Linked DNA regions of Mus musculus: region 1 is linked to region 2. The links are chromatin contacts, called in public Hi-C maps. All regions are on one chromosome and are shown on one strand. The core of a region is the stretch at or near the end of the contact, and the rest is flanking DNA. Distances in the headings are between cores, read along the strand shown. Region 1 has its middle 28 kb from the start of Gm30472. Region 2 overlaps Fam163a (family with sequence similarity 163, member A).

Region 1 (2,860 bases), core at 78-2,577, 150 kb before region 2:
TGGGAATACACTGAGAACTACAGTGCTGTGAAGTCAGTCTCATCTGAAATGGGCCGAAACGAAGACTGCGACCTAGGTTGGACTGATGGACACTGAAATCATATATTCTTTTATCGCCCCCGTAGCATCCTCCCACTGCGTGCTGACCAAATTTGATGTGAGCCTTGTATCGGAATCTGTATAGCTTTTGGCACTACTCACAGCAAGGAGCTAATGTTGGCCCTGGGCGGTGTGGCAACATATTCCCAGAAGCCCAGAGCTGCTCTCAAGGTTTGCTCACAGAACAGCAGCTGGACAAGAAAAAAGGAATAGCTGCTAAAACCTTAGCACACTGTACTTCCTTTTGTATTTGAAAGGTGACAGTAGAGCATCAGGTGGCCTGACAAAAGGACAGGGAGCCTTGGTGGCACTGCCCAGCGTGTGCTCTGTCCCTCTGCACCCATGGGACAAGCTGCACTCCCTCTGGAGCAGCAGGTCCGTGATGGAGAGGGGTTAAAAGCGGCTTTAAAGACCTCGTGGGACTTCAGTGTGGCGATTGTAAGCCCAAGAATTCACTGAATTCCTCCTGAGAGCAGACTTTGTGAGTAGAACAGCCAAATTATGGCTTGTTTCCCTCTAAGGGTCAAGCAAGTGGAGCCTTTTCGAGGCTGTGTTTGTCGTTTCTTGCTGCTAGATGGCGCTCGAGGACAAGCACTCTGCGGCCGCGCCAGCAAGTGCAGGTACCTACCATTGCACTATAGAAAATCGAATTTAGCATGCAGCTTGGAGCTTCTCTACTCCAATTATTCATTTTTAACCTGGAAAAGTAGTTAAAGCGACTTCCAAGTGAGTTCTTTGGGAATAGAGCTTTAGGGTAATTCTCATAGGGTCATCTTCCCACGGTTTCAATTTATTTTCTAATTTTACTCTATGCAAAATAGCCAGAGCATTCCCCCTTTACAGAAATTGGCAATAAACTGTGACTTTATTCCTTGGAAGAAGTGGGAAAACCCTAACAAGGCTCTAATTACACTAACCAAGACAGCTCAGTCAAAAGAAAATCTATGGCCATCTTCCGTTAGGACTAAGGCTGGTACATTGTAGAATTCTAGCAGGAAGAATATAAAATTCTCACAGTTCAGGCATGCCTGTGAATCTCCAAAAGGATTTTCTCAGGCTGAGAATACAGCTACATGTAGAACACATACTTTGCACATATGAAGTAGCCAAGGCTCTGGGGAATAGGGGTGGAAGGGGGAGTGTTCTTACTTTGTGGTGTCCTGGCTAGGAGAACCTGCAGGAACTCTATATTGTGTGATAGAGGATCTAGTGCTTGTCCTCTAGCGCCACCTAGCAGCAAGAGAAAGGCAAAACCCAATTCCAACAATGATATGTTACATTATGTTACAGTATAAGGCAGACAATGACCACATGTTACAATATGTTACAGTGTAAGAGAGCCGAGGCACAAGAGTTAAGTATCTTGCCCAAATGTGGCAGAGATTAATACTGTGTCATAGTGAGGTTAGTATGGCTTTACTAGGCACTTATTACATAAATTTATTAGAGTTCTCCAGAGGAACAGAGCCAATAGGATGAATATATCCAGAAAGGGAAGTTATGCTGGCTTACCTGTATGGTCTGGGTAGTCCAGCAATGGCTGCCTTCACATTGGAGAGAGTGAGCATCTGCTAACCACTTGGTCTATGAGGCTGGATTCCTGGGACCAGCAGGTCTTCAGACCACAGAGGAGGAGGGCTAAAGATGCTGGGCTTTAGTGTCCAAAGAGAATGGAGGCAGCAGTGCAGGCAGAAATGATAGAATAATGGACAATGGGAAGGCAAGAAGGAAAAAAAGAAAAAGAAAACCACAAAGCCTACCCATCAGTCCTTGTATCTAGGCTGCCACTGAAAGGTGTCCCTAATTCAGGGCAGGTCTACTACTTACTTCAGTTGCTGTAATTAAGGCACACCCTGTAGGCTGCCCATTACTCATTTTAGCTAGATAATCCCAGACAGATGTGCCCAGAGCTTGTCTCGGATGATTCTAGATCCTGCCATGTTGATGATATGACCTATCACAATTGACATACTTTCTATGTTTTCCATTTTCCCAACACTCCTACTACAGTTCCATTTTTATAGGTGACTTGAGCATCAGAAAGGTAAGTACTCTCTACCCAGGAGTCACATTCAGAAAGTAGTGGCGGGCTCCAAACAGGTGGCATTTCTCCAGCCAGTCACCTGAACCGCATTCTCTACATGTCTCCAGTCCCCTCTTTAAACCCTTCTGATTCCACCCACGACACTACCAAAACTGTGTCTGCCAAGGTCTCATGAGATTGCCACATCACCCAGCCCACCAGTCAGCCCCCCCACCATGTCCTGCTTCCCCAACCTACTCCCCCAACCCCATCCCCTGATCATCCCTCCTTGTCCCCCACCAATGTCATCCCGCCCTACCTGTCGGCACATGACTGCCTGACCACACTTCCTCCTGATATCCTTCGTTTCCAGGACCTCCCTTCCACCTTTAGAATTTCTTCTCTTGCTCAAGCCCTAGCATCTTTCAAGGTCCTCTTTTCCTTTCCTTCTTAACGCTTGAGGGCGCCTTAGCAAGAGTCTCCATGCTCTGGCTTTAATCATGGCCCCTAAGCTGAGGACTCCTGCCTTGTAAAATCCGCTAAGATGGCTCTCCCAAAGGGACTTAATTACCTGCTGATCTCTTCACTAACATCCAAACATCTCAAACTTAGCAAATCTGAAAATCATGAGAGCTACCCTGTCTGCACCCCTAACTATGCCATGTGTAGTTTTCTGTAACCTCATAGACTATAGCTCTCTTCCTTCCACCACCAAACTCCTGTGGTCATCCCACAGTC
Region 2 (2,832 bases), core at 265-2,764:
ATGGCACTGGAACAGCAGCTGAGCACTTACATCCTGATCTACAGAGAGAGGGGGGAGGGGGAGAGGGAGGGGAGGGGAGGGGGGAGGGAGAGGGAGAATTAACTAGCAATAACATGGGCTTTTAGAACCTAAAAGTCTGTCCCTAGCAACTCTGTCAACTGGGGACCAAACATCCAAACATGGGAGAGCCCCTGGGGGCCCATTTCTTTCAAACCATCAAACTATCTGTCAAGAATTGGAGGTGAAACTTTGATTTAAAATAAGGGTATCGTTTTTTAAAAGACTCCCTTGATGTGGGGGCCGACAGTTAACAGGCAAGAACACTAGGTGAGGTTCAGAAAGGGAAGCTTATCCATCTGGTAACTGCGGCAGGGATGTTCTCAGAGGGATGCAATCAAGTCAGGAAGGCTAGTGGGGAGAGAGGGGAGGCCGCACTGCAGGATGTGGGAGAGCACCCCCTGTGAAGAGCACAGCTCAGTGGATGCTGTTGGACAGTTTGCACCAGGAACGGGGCCTTTTAGACATGTTTGATCTTGTTCTTTGGGCTTCAGGTGTGTTCTCCCAGGATGTCTTCTCTTACCCTCCTCCTGTCTCTCTCTCTCCTCCTGGCTCACATATGCAATCTTATATGCACGCACACACACACACACACACATACACACACACACACACACACACACACACACACACACTTGCAGAAATAAAAACAAGACAGCTTTGCATTTCAGAAGTGACTTTGAACTTTTAAACAGTGTCAAAACTGTCTAAAGCCTTTGAGGGCTTTTAAAGGTGGGTGAAATGCATTTTCATTATGAGATGAAAATGAGGCTTTAGGGGCCTAGGATTTAAAATTATGTGTTTGGGTGACAAGGGGTGGAGTTATAATGGTTACCCTTCACTGTCTTCTTGACCGTATTTAGAATCATGGATTCTGCCCCCTGTTCTTTTTCTGGTAGTGTTGAAGTTGCCTATCGTGGGCTGTGCTTGAATGTCTCGGCACAAGGACCTGCAGGGTCTTAGGACACACCAAGGCCAAGGTGACATGATAGAGACCCCCTTTTATGTCATGGCTTTGACTCTTCTTAATGCTCTGCAGGTGTTGTTTTTTCCAACAGCACACGTCTCTGGGAGCCTGAGGTTACTTATCTGGGGCAAAAGCAACTCTTCAGACCCTCATCTGAGAGTCAGGGCTCATCAGTGGGCACAGAAACAACAGATGCTTGAGCTTCAGCCCCACCCCCACCCTGCCTCAGCCTCCCTCTCTCACCAGCCTGGCCTGAGGCTTGCTGTCCTAGACAGTTTACAAGGAAACAACAGTCCCTCTCCTCCAGCTGCTAACCTGCTGTGTCAATTTCACCAGTTAATAAATGACTGGCGAAGGCTTAATTGCATCAGAAGAAATTGACATCAGCTGGTGCTTAGCCCCCACTCAATTAATTTGTGCTCCTAACAGGGTGGAGCAGGGGCAGAGGCCATTAATCACATACGTTGGTGCCAGCTGCAGCCTGCCTTCTGCATCTTTAGTCGCCCAGGAAGTGAATGAGGTGACCCTTTGGGGTTACTGATGGCAGGGCGGTCCCTTTGAGAGAGCAGAGATCTCTAGTTTAATGGAGAGTGGCTTTTAGTGTCCTTCCCCATCTATGCTCCACCTTCCAGGCTGATGTGCTCTGAATTCCCACCTCAGGACTACTAATGTATTCGGCCCGAAGGGCACCGAACCCAGAACCAGCCTTGACGTGGGTACCAGATGATGTCACTGATTCTACAAGGTCACCCCTCCTACATGCTTCCCACCCCACCCCTGCTGCCTCCAGACTGAAACCTCCCAAAGACCTCCATTCCTGTATCACTTCCCCAAAGGGCCAGACGGCAAGATGGCAAGATCTAAGCCTGGTACAATACAGACTCCGCCCACTGTGGGTGTGGCTCTGGGAGGTTTGGGCGGTCTCTGCCTCTTAACCTGTAACTTGGTTGATTGTTACTACAAACCTGCTTCAAGAAAGTACACTCCAGGGGACACCTCGGCTCCTGGTGAAATTTGTATAGCCCTTCTGGAAGGACAGACAGCAGGACCAGAGGCTCCACACCCAGTGCCTCTCCAGATGCATCTGTCTCGACCCTGCTGTGTGGTCGAGCAAGTTACTCATCCTCTCTGAACTTGGCTTCTCCCTGTTAAATAAGATGTTGGGGGCCAGCTCTTTTAAGAGTCTTTGCAAACCAGGCGTGGTGGCACACTCCTTTAATTCCAGCACTTGGGAGGCAGAGGCAGGCGGATTTCTAAGTTCAAGGCCAGCCTGGTCTACAGAGTGAGTTCCAGGACAGCCAGGGCTACACAGAGAAACCCTGTCTCGAAAAACAAAAACAAAAACAAAAAAGAGTCTTTGCATGTCTGTGACTCATATTTCTACACTGAAAGTCATGGGAGCAGGCTGGTTATGACTTATGACTGGCACTCTACAGTTTATAAGAACACCAGCAACTGTCTTTTGGAAATAAGATAAAAAGCAGCTGGATTGGGCTGAGGTGTGATTTGTGGGGATTGTTGTGATGTTTTGTTTTGATTAGAGGGGAGCTGGAGAGATGTCTTCGCTGACTATACTTTAAAAGGAATCTCAAGACCTTGTTCTTGAGCAAAGCCCCATGCAGCACGCTCTTTCCAGGGGCCTCTTGGTAACTCTTTGCTTAGCCCCTGGGTATCTGGGAGCCACCCACCCATTGGGATTGGCTCACTAACTATTGGGTAGAGCAGTGGATCAGCCACAGCTCTTCTCGCTAGTGGGTGGGAAGGAGGCCTTCACAGCTCAGCAATGGCTTTGCCAAAGAGATTTCCTC

What was found. Hi-C and Micro-C count contacts between places; a contact is called where the count stands out from the background.
Region 1: a contact with region 2 is called in a Hi-C map of the N1E-115 cell line, with 12 times the contacts expected there. The contact joins two enhancer-like sites. A contact is called at or near these places in 7 of 39 promoter capture datasets (HPC-7-derived erythroid cells, embryonic stem cells, hippocampal neurons and 2 more), 9 of 15 datasets of contacts at CTCF or cohesin (CD8 T cells, the G1E-ER4 cell line, the NIH/3T3 cell line and 6 more), 255 of 484 Hi-C or Micro-C datasets (the 63-12 cell line, the AML12 cell line, the AtT-20 cell line and 131 more), 40 of 115 datasets of contacts at active chromatin or transcription factors (CD8 T cells, PVALB interneurons, T-cell acute lymphoblastic leukemia and 27 more) and 6 of 9 other capture datasets (adipose tissue, embryonic stem cells, embryonic tail and 3 more).

What each region holds. Positions count from the first base shown.
Region 1 is chr1:156,239,733-156,242,592 of GRCm38.p6, reverse strand. No RefSeq gene overlaps it. Among named protein-coding and RNA genes, the nearest start is that of Gm30472, 28 kb to the right of the region's middle. Within about 2 kb of position 1,327, at least 16 of the 459 cell types and tissues checked have an H3K27ac peak or open chromatin away from gene starts, as enhancers often do. A contact at or near this core is called in the N1E-115 cell line and the P5424 cell line, where this site is marked.
Region 2 is chr1:156,088,798-156,091,629 of GRCm38.p6, reverse strand. The region is part of intron 1 of Fam163a (family with sequence similarity 163, member A); the gene reads left to right. Among named protein-coding and RNA genes, the nearest start is that of Tor1aip1, 54 kb to the right of the region's middle. Within about 2 kb of position 1,514, at least 21 of the 459 cell types and tissues checked have an H3K27ac peak or open chromatin away from gene starts, as enhancers often do. A contact at or near this core is called in the N1E-115 cell line and the P5424 cell line, where this site is marked.